Regions from separate parts of the Mus musculus genome. Here region 2 is linked to region 1. Evidence: chromatin contacts called from public Micro-C data. All regions are on one chromosome and are shown on one strand. The core of a region is the stretch at or near the end of the contact, and the rest is flanking DNA. Distances in the headings are between cores, read along the strand shown.

Region 1 (4,340 bases), core at 797-3,296:
CGTGCCCGCCAAACTAGTGCACCCTAGCCTGCGCCTTTCCCTGGAAAAGGGGGCAGGAGTATATTTCGTTTCTTTCTTTAAACTCAGGAAAGTCCCGGTGGCTGAGACTGATCGTCTGTCTGCCTTGGGGTCTACTTCTGGTAGGGACCTGAGAGCCTAAGGTGTGTGCTCACTCCGGCCAGCGCTGTGCTCTGCGCTGTTTCTTTTCTGCCTGCAGGTTTATCTCTCTCACTCTCATTTCCCCCCTTTCCCCGCGTTCTTTTATTCTGCTTTCTCTTTCTCTCGCTTTTGTGAATGGGCCGCGGTGTCTTTGTTCTGGAGAGAAGCGCCCGTGTCGCTGACTTTTGTGAACCAGAGAAGGATCTTGTAAAACCTCCTTTTCTCCTCCGTAGTCCCCTCTCACACCCCTCCTTCCCTGCCCCTTTGATTAGATGTTCCCTCATCGTTCAAAAAAAAAAATGTAATTTCGTTAGTCTGGCGGCCACTTTCTTTGAACATTAGCTCGCTTTCAGCTCCAACTTCAATTAGAAGGAGTTGATTTTGAGAGACCAACAAAAGAACCGACCAAAGCCTTATTAAAGGTCCTAAGAAGATCTCTCGGTCCTTTGAGAAGCAGTTAAGGAAACAGTGTGCCCTCCGTCATATTCTGTTACCGTATTTTATTCGGACTCCAAAGAAAAGTGTCGCGTGGGGGAGGGGAGAAGCACTTTGATGAGCGGCAGTCGCGGCCCTTTTCACTCAGCGGGCTCCCCCCTTCCTTCTGGTCGCCCCGCACCCGGTCAGCGACCACAGCGGACCGCGCGGCCTGGGCATCGCGGTGCTCCGCTCTACCTTGCTCTCGGCGGCTGCCGAACTCACCCACGCACATACTGTGGTTCAAACTTTTCGCCCGCCTGTTGGGGTGAGAACGGCAGAAGATGAGGAAAAAGAACTAGGAAAGAGTGTAAGTGTGGTCCCTAGTATTCAGTAGGAGATGCCATGTAAAAATATTGCCTTGTTCGGGGTTGGGCCGAAAATACTCTTCCCTCTCGCTTTGAAAAGTACACACAAGAAGACGATCTCAGCAAGTTTATTCGGCTGGAAACTGGGGTCTGCCAGTAAGAACAATCCGGGGAAATTGTTTCGAGGAGGCTCCTCCAGTAAGGTGTAGAAAATGAAGTGAGAGGGATCGGGGTGTGTAGCCACATTTTCCACCAGACTGTTCGTTGTAGGTGGAGATCTGGAAAGACTGACAGATTGTGAAAAAGAAAGTTTTCTATCAAATCCATGAGAGAGAGAGAGAGAGAGAGAGAGAGAGAGAGAGAGAGAGAGAGAGAGAGAGAGAGAATGTAAGGAGATTTGAGTTCCAACGGTTCCGAAGAAGCTTTTAGGACTTGCGAACACCTTTGGTGAGACTGCCTGGGAGCCCCTGGAAACGCTGTGCAGCTGGGAATTGGCGGCGCCTCCCCTGCCGGTGCTCTTTCTGGGCGCAAGAGTCCCGGGTCGCCGCAGGGCGCCCTGCGCGCCGAGAGCTGCACCCCCACTCCCGGCTCCGCTCAGCAGCCCGCGCCGGCGGCGACCGCTGGTTGTGGGGGAGCGGAGGAGGAGTTGCTGGGGCCCCAGGGAGCATCAAGGAGTGCCAGGGGCCAGCACGCCCCGAGTCCTCGGCCTGGGAAGCCTGGCTCCCACAGTGCGGCAGAGCCTGGCGGCGCGCGCGCGCGAGCAGGAACCGGTTATCCAGCAGCTTGACGCCACTCCTCCGGAGCGCGGCCCGGGCAAGGGGAGGGCGGGGGCCCTCGGGCGAGCCTTGGGACCCGGGGCCCCCTCTGTGCCAGCAACTCCGGCGCAGCCTTCGCCCTCCTCAACTCGTTCTGAGCGGAATTTGCCAACCTAGACCCAGAGTTAGCGCGCGACCGGGGCGGGGCCGGCGCGCGGGGAGGGAGGAGGTGGGGGCGAGGGAGGGCGGGGGCGCGCGGAGGTAACCCGGGCTCGCCATTGCCCAGCTCCCTGTCACTCAGTCCGCTCTAGGCCCCCTATTGGAGGCCGAGCCCCGTTACGCACTCGCCTCGCGTTCACATACCCGGGGAGGGCAGTAGAAAGGTGATCAATCTTCATCAGGCTACATTTCCAATCACCTAAACAACCGAGCAAGACAAGCCACTCCGACAAGGTAAATTGCTTGATTTATTTAGTTTGCCAAGTGACTATGCAGGATTTCTCCAGTCCCTACCGCCTCCGGCTTGCTCCGAGAGAGTGCAGCTGCCAGCGCAAGCCACCTCCTAACTCTGTCCCTCGAACACCCCCTACTCACCCACCCCACCCCCCGGGTCCCGGGCGAGGCCAGGTCTTGAGAGGAAAAGCATGTGGGACTTTGCAACAAAGTGTTTGAGCAATAAAGTGAAACCTGGAGGTACACGCACAGAGCTCCTAGAAAAAATGCAGGAGACGGGAAGAGGGAAGTTGAGGGAAGAGGAAAGCCTAGGGTCCCGCCGTCTCCGGGGTAATACCTGTGCGCCTCCGTTTTGCAGGTTGGCTGCCGGCGAGTCTCGGTGAAGGCGAGAGGTAGATGGTGAAAAGCCGCGACTGCGGAGGGCAGGTAAGGAGGGAGTCGCCGGGCCGCGCGCCACCCCGGGACGATGGTGGCCCCTCTCGTCTCCCCGTCCTCTAATCGACCCCCGCTACCTCTGTCCGGGGCAGGTGGGCGGGGTTGGAGTGAGAGGCCGGGCGCCCCTTGGCTGCCCTGGGGACCCCAGGCCGCTCGGGAGCCGGCCGCCCCCTCCCCCGCCTCCTCCGAAGCTGCGGAACTGGGCTGCTAAGTTAGACGAAAGTACTCGAAAACTCACACCGCAGCCGGGCTTAGCCGCGGAGGCTGCAGGCCTGTGGCCCTTCGGCCCAAGCTCTTTGAATCCTTCCTTTCCGCCTTATGTGCTCGCTGACCTCCCCCCACCCCCTTAGTCTAGGCTGAGGGTCCCCCAGGGCTGAGGCGGGGAAAGGAGTTGGGATGGGGGAGCTGCTTTAGTTTTACCTCCCTTTCTCCCCGGAATCTCCTACCCTTGGGTCCTGGGATGTAGCTTCAAGCCCCCCGCCGGTCCCAGTCATACTCCCAGAACCCCTTCTTTTGCTGGAGCAGAGCTGCGTGGGCTCAGAGTGTCTGCGCCGAGCCTCGCCCTCCCGGTCGGCTGTGCGTGAGCTTTACAACCTGAGGCCTAGTTCCTTGCTCTCCATCGGGTTCATATAGGACGGCCGATGCGACGCGACCTGGCACGCTAGGCCTTCCAAAATCCCTAGAATGTTTGGGGCGCTGGGTTGGCCATCAAATTCTGGTGGGACTCGGTGTGCTTAGCAGACTTGGTAGAAAGAAGGCCCGCCTGTGCGAGCAAAGGAAGAGGGGTGACCGCCTCGGAGGTACCCCTGACCTTGGGCGGCATCCTGAAACTGCCACTTCTACTGTGGTGCCTTTGGCGTCTTCTTGCCGCCTTAGCCTGGCCTGGGCCGCATCTACCCTGGAGGTGCGGTGGGATTCCTGTTCAGCTATCTCTTAGTGCTAGGGGCCCAGAGAGGTCAACTAGAAAGGTGATTGCAGGCTCTGGGGTAGGAGGCAGCGCTGGAGATCTTTGAAGAAATGATGTGGCCAGTGAGCCTTGGCGACCCAAGGTGTATTCACCTTGGGCCTCTGTATTACTTGCCATTTTGTCCCTCTTTCAAAAATATTTCAAACTAAACGAAATAACCCGGTATCTCTGTGCGGCCTGCCCTCCCGGCGCCAAATGAACATTTGCTTGAGCAAATTGCTTCCGCCACACTAAAAAAAAAATTGACTTCACTTGGGATTTTGCACCCTCCGCGGTCCCGGCTCTCACCTCCTCAGCCTGATCACGCTTTAACTTTTCCTTCCTGTTGACACTCGAGGAGTGTCTTTGGCCCTTGTCAAGCCCTAAAAGAGGAAGGAACGATGTGGGAAAAGTTTACTTTCCTGAGAAGCTGTGTAGCTGCCGAGCTAAAGGAGAAGACGTTTCTCGGATTGCCTGCTGTGCAGTTCCTAGCACGCGCCCCCTCCCCATTCAAGGATTAGAGGAGCTGAAAGCCAAACTGACTGCGGGTGAAGGTTTCCATGTGTCTGCTGTCTCCCTAGGCCAGGCCCCCAGAAGCAACAGCTTGAAGGACTTCGCAGTGGGAGCCCTGAACTGCTCCTGGCCTCAGGCCCCCTGGATCCGTCGGGGCACCTCCACCCGGCTGTTAGCATGATGTCTTACCTCAAACAACCCCCATACGGCATGAACGGGCTGGGCCTAGCTGGCCCTGCCATGGACCTCCTGCACCCCTCCGTGGGCTACCCTGGTGAGCAGTGGCCCTCTGCCCCT
Region 2 (4,340 bases), core at 1,133-3,632, about 11 Mb before region 1:
ACCTGCTCCAGACAGTGAGCTTGGTACTGTTTCTCTGGTACACACAAACTGAGGCACAAGGATGCTCAACACAGTAAAATGAGATGTTTCTACACATACCCCAGAGGCACTACTGGCCATGCCCCCCATGTCCTGGTCATCTCATACCATTGGACCCTTGTGCTACAGTCTGTTCGGCGGTTTTCCAGCTCCTGGAAGTGTCCAGGCCTGGAACCCAAGGCTCTGGGCAGGCAGGAAAGTAGATGTGAAGCACCCTCCAGTCTGACCATCAATTCCTCAGTGAAAGCCCTGTCCTCACTGGGTGAGTGGGTATTTAGTGCCCACCCCGCCACACAGAGTTCTCAAGGACAAGAGAGTCACCTCTGTCCTTAAAGGTGCTATTATATAATCCAGAGTGTGGAGCCGTGCAAAATTTCTTATGGGCGCTTCCAGGGATCCTGTCTCCCTGGAAGCGCTATTGCTCCCATGGCCGCCCAGTGGGTGGCTAGAACCCTCTCTGTTTTACAAATAAAGCAAAGGAGACTGGATGGGGGGCAGTGGGAGCCAAAAGCGGGAGCTCCAGCAGCAGCCTGCTTTAGAAGAGAGAGCCTCCCCGACCCTCGACCCTCACGCCCAGAGCCAGCACAATGGTATCTCTCCTATCTAAGGGTCCTTGGCCAGGGCCAGGGCATCCTGCACTTGTCAACCTCAACATTTCCAGGCCTCCCTGTCCCAACCCAGCACAGTGGTTCTGCCAGAGCCAGCAAGCTGCCCAATGTCACACAACTGGCAGGTGACCTAACTGCCCACTAGAGCCTGAGTCATCCTGATTGTTGAGAGCAAGGAGACTGACTAGGGAATCAAGCCCCTGCTGCCTCCTGCCTGTGCTCTGACCCCACTGGGGAAGAAATCCACCTGTCCAAGATACCTCTGCAAATAAAAAACTACCAACAAAATGAACACTTACCACCTACCATAAACATATGCTGGGTGTGGGGGTGGGAAGGGAGCCGAGCGATGTGCTGTACCTACTAAGTGTAGGGCTCTATGCTCTTAGCACTCTCAATATCTCTCTCACAGTGCTCGAATACACAGTGCACGCTTTGCCCCATTTTACAAATAAAAACCTAAAGTCTCAAATGAATTTCAAACTTACTGAGCTATAAAGTGGCCCGCCCAAACCTACACACAACTTCTGACCAACATCACAGACATGGCTTGGGGCTTTCATAGTCAGGAAACCAGAGGAAGAGGCCTTGCCGCGAGTGTAGCGCTCAGAGTTTACAGCCAACGACTTTACAATCGGCCGCTAAGAAATGACTCTGGGTCTCACCCAGACCGAGAGAAAGGTGACCACTCCCCATGTGGTGCTGGCCACGGTGTTACCGGGCTAGTGTGGACAGTCCCGAAGGCGACAGCAGATCCTAGGGTGGTCAGCGTCTGGACTGAACTGCAGCCGGTAGGAGCTCGCTGCTCAAATTTCCAAAGGAAATTTCTCCATCTGCTCTAGATGGGAACCGCCCCCTTATGTGCCACTAACGACTGAGGTCCCCAAACCTGCTGCACCTCGGAGGGGTCCCAAACCAGCGACCATGGCCCTAACTATCCCGCAACGAATTTCAAGGGGCTGAATCCCAGTTCCCCACCAGTTGACCTCGGGTCCCTAGTCCAACCGGGCCCGTACGCGTGGGCACCTGCTAGTCACCGCTCAGTCCTCCTGGCTGGGACCAGGAAGCATCTCCAAAGTGCCCGCGACGCCTCGTTGGAAGCCCGGGCGAGGACAAATTCTCCCCACGCGGGTCGGTGTCCTAGGTGGCGTGGAGAACGCTCCGGTGCTCCCCTTGTTCCACGGGTGGACAGCGCCGAGCTTGCACCCCACAATGCTACGCTTTCGTTGCTCCGAAGGAGGGCGAACGGCCCGATAGGCTTCCGCAGATTTCGTAGGACCGTTCTTGGGTTGCATCTCTGCTGTGGCTGAAGATTCATTTTGTTTGGGGTTTACGCAGATGAAAATATTTAGAAGACAACGAAAACCCCCGCGGCAAAAGGCCATTTCCCCAGCAGCGCCTACGGGCGGGTGCGGCGGCGGGAAACGGCCGAGCCCGGAGCGGGGAGCGTCTGCTAATTGCAGCTTCGTTAGATTTCGGGTTTGAGAAGCTGCGGTTCGGGCGCTAATATCCGCCGCCCATTATCCCGGCTAATAAATTTGACCTATTGTTCGTTTGTTAAAATGATGTCACCTTGGAACAGTCCCTAAGCTCCTATTTCCATGAATTAGGCCTTTATTGAAAGCCGGGAGCCAATGAGAGAAGAGAGGCTTGTTGATCGCAGCCAATGGCTGCGGCGGGAGAGGAATTAGCAGCGGAAACTCCAGGTTCGGTTCAAGAAAGATGACACAGAGCCTGTCGGGCCCGCGCACTCTTGGCAAAGTTTCAGTGCGACTGGAGGCGCCGGGCGCTCCATGGCCGCGCCGTAACGGGGACCCAGCAGCCTCCCCGCCCAGCCCAGCCCAGCCCTTCCGCCCGCCCAGGATGGAGGCGCCCGCCAGCGCGCAGACCCCACACCCGCACGAGCCCATCAGCTTCGGCATCGACCAAATCCTCAACAGCCCGGACCAGGACAGCGCGCCCGCCCCGCGGGGCCCCGACGGCGCCAGCTACCTGGGAGGGCCCCCCGGGGGCCGTCCGGGCGCCGCGTACCCGTCTCTGCCCGCCTCCTTTGCGGGCCTCGGCGCGCCCTTCGAGGACGCGGGATCTTACAGTGTCAACCTAAGCTTGGCCCCCGCCGGCGTGATCCGGGTGCCAGCGCACAGGCCGCTCCCTGGGGCCGTGCCGCCGCCTCTGCCTAGCGCGCTGCCCGCTATGCCCTCGGTGCCCACGGTCTCCAGCCTAGGCGGCCTCAATTTCCCCTGGATGGAGAGCAGTCGCCGCTTTGTAAAGGACCGCTTCACAGGTGAGCAGAGCGAACCACCAGGAGCCAGGCCTCGGCTCTCCCGGGGCCAGGGGCGCCGCGCCCTGTGCACCCCACTCCCAGGATCGATTCCAGAGGCCCAGGCGTGGCGGAGGCCTCGGCACCCAGAGCTCGGGGCGGCTATGGGTGGGGGGAGGTTGAAGGTAAATCGGAGAGTTATGGGTCGGGGGAGGGGGGAAAGAAACCAACGTCCCAGGGAAAGGGGGGGGGGCGTCCCTGCCTGGCTTGAAGCTGCGGAGGGGACTCGCGGGACGAGCGAAATAGCGGAGCACTGTGTCCCACGGGGCTCCACGTGTGGCCCGAACGGTGGTAGGGCTGGGCTTCAAGGGGCCTCATGTGTCTCTGCAGCGGCGGCCGCGCTCACGCCCTTCACCGTGACCCGGCGCATTGGCCACCCCTACCAGAACCGGACGCCACCCAAGCGTAAGAAGCCGCGCACGTCCTTTTCCCGGGTGCAGATCTGTGAGCTGGAAAAGCGCTTCCATCGCCAAAAGTACCTGGCCTCGGCCGAGAGGGCGGCGCTCGCAAAGTCCCTCAAAATGACGGACGCGCAGGTCAAGACCTGGTTCCAAAATCGGAGGACCAAGTGGCGGTGAGAGAGGCCCGGCCCGGCCCACCACGCACCTGCCCTGCACCTGCCCCGCCCTGCGCGGCAGTCCAGCATCACGCCCTCTCCTGTGCTAGCTCCTACCCGCGCCCCCTGGACCATGCATCGCCCTTCTTTTACAGATTTGTTGTCCTTTCTTCCCACCGACCTGTATCCCTCTCGCCATCTCTCCCACGCCTCGGCGTCTCCATTTTCAGGCCCATCTCGCCAGTGTTTTGTTTCGCCTCCTTTGCTCGTTTGGGTTCCTCCCACCTGCCCCCCACCACACACACCCCGGGCCTCCCACACTCTCCTCCCTCTCTCATTCTAGCCCACCCACTCGGATTTCGGATTGATGGCCAGGGCTGTTTTAGGGTCCTCTCTCCAACTCTGCTTTTTTCTTTTCCTTTTTTTCTTTTTAATACTATCTTTGCTTCCATCCAACCCGTAAACGACGAAGAAGCTCTATGTTCTAGAGAGGGCTTCAAGATAGTGCCTGGTAGACACCCCGTCAAGTGTCGCCCAGCTGGTGGTGCACAGCCCGCCAGTCCACCCGTGGGCACAAGTGACCCCATTGGCCGCAGGACCAAGTCAGTTATACACTGCCCTGCCGCTCTTATCCCGCAGGGGGTAACAAAACACACACACACACACACACACACACACACACAAAACAAGATTTATTGTTGACAAGGCCACAAAATCCGGGTGTGCAGGTGGACGGGCGGGCAGAGTGCCTTCCCAGCGCCCCCGGGGTGCACAAACAAAACCCAATGGTTCCACCCGTCCTCCTGCCCCGCGGACC

The links. Hi-C and Micro-C count contacts between places; a contact is called where the count stands out from the background.
Region 2: a Micro-C map of embryonic stem cells shows a contact between it and region 1, with 11 times the contacts expected there. The contact joins the promoter of Tlx3 here to the promoter of Otx1 in region 1. A contact is called at or near these places in 3 of 484 Hi-C or Micro-C datasets (embryonic stem cells and uterus).

The regions. Positions count from the first base shown.
Region 1 is chr11:21,999,357-22,003,696 of GRCm38.p6, reverse strand. Otx1 (orthodenticle homeobox 1) reads left to right here and starts at 2,046. Exons shown (of 5, transcript NM_011023.3): 1 at 2,046-2,149; 2 at 2,508-2,575; 3 at 4,112-4,317. The coding sequence starts at 4,221. Gm32517 (a long non-coding RNA gene) reads right to left here. Exons shown (of 3, transcript XR_003949861.1): 2 at 3,840-3,913; 3 at 3,113-3,263.
Region 2 is chr11:33,201,630-33,205,969 of GRCm38.p6, reverse strand. Tlx3 (T cell leukemia, homeobox 3) reads left to right here and starts at 2,382. Exons shown (of 3, transcript NM_019916.2): 1 at 2,382-2,931; 2 at 3,298-3,541. The coding sequence starts at 2,511.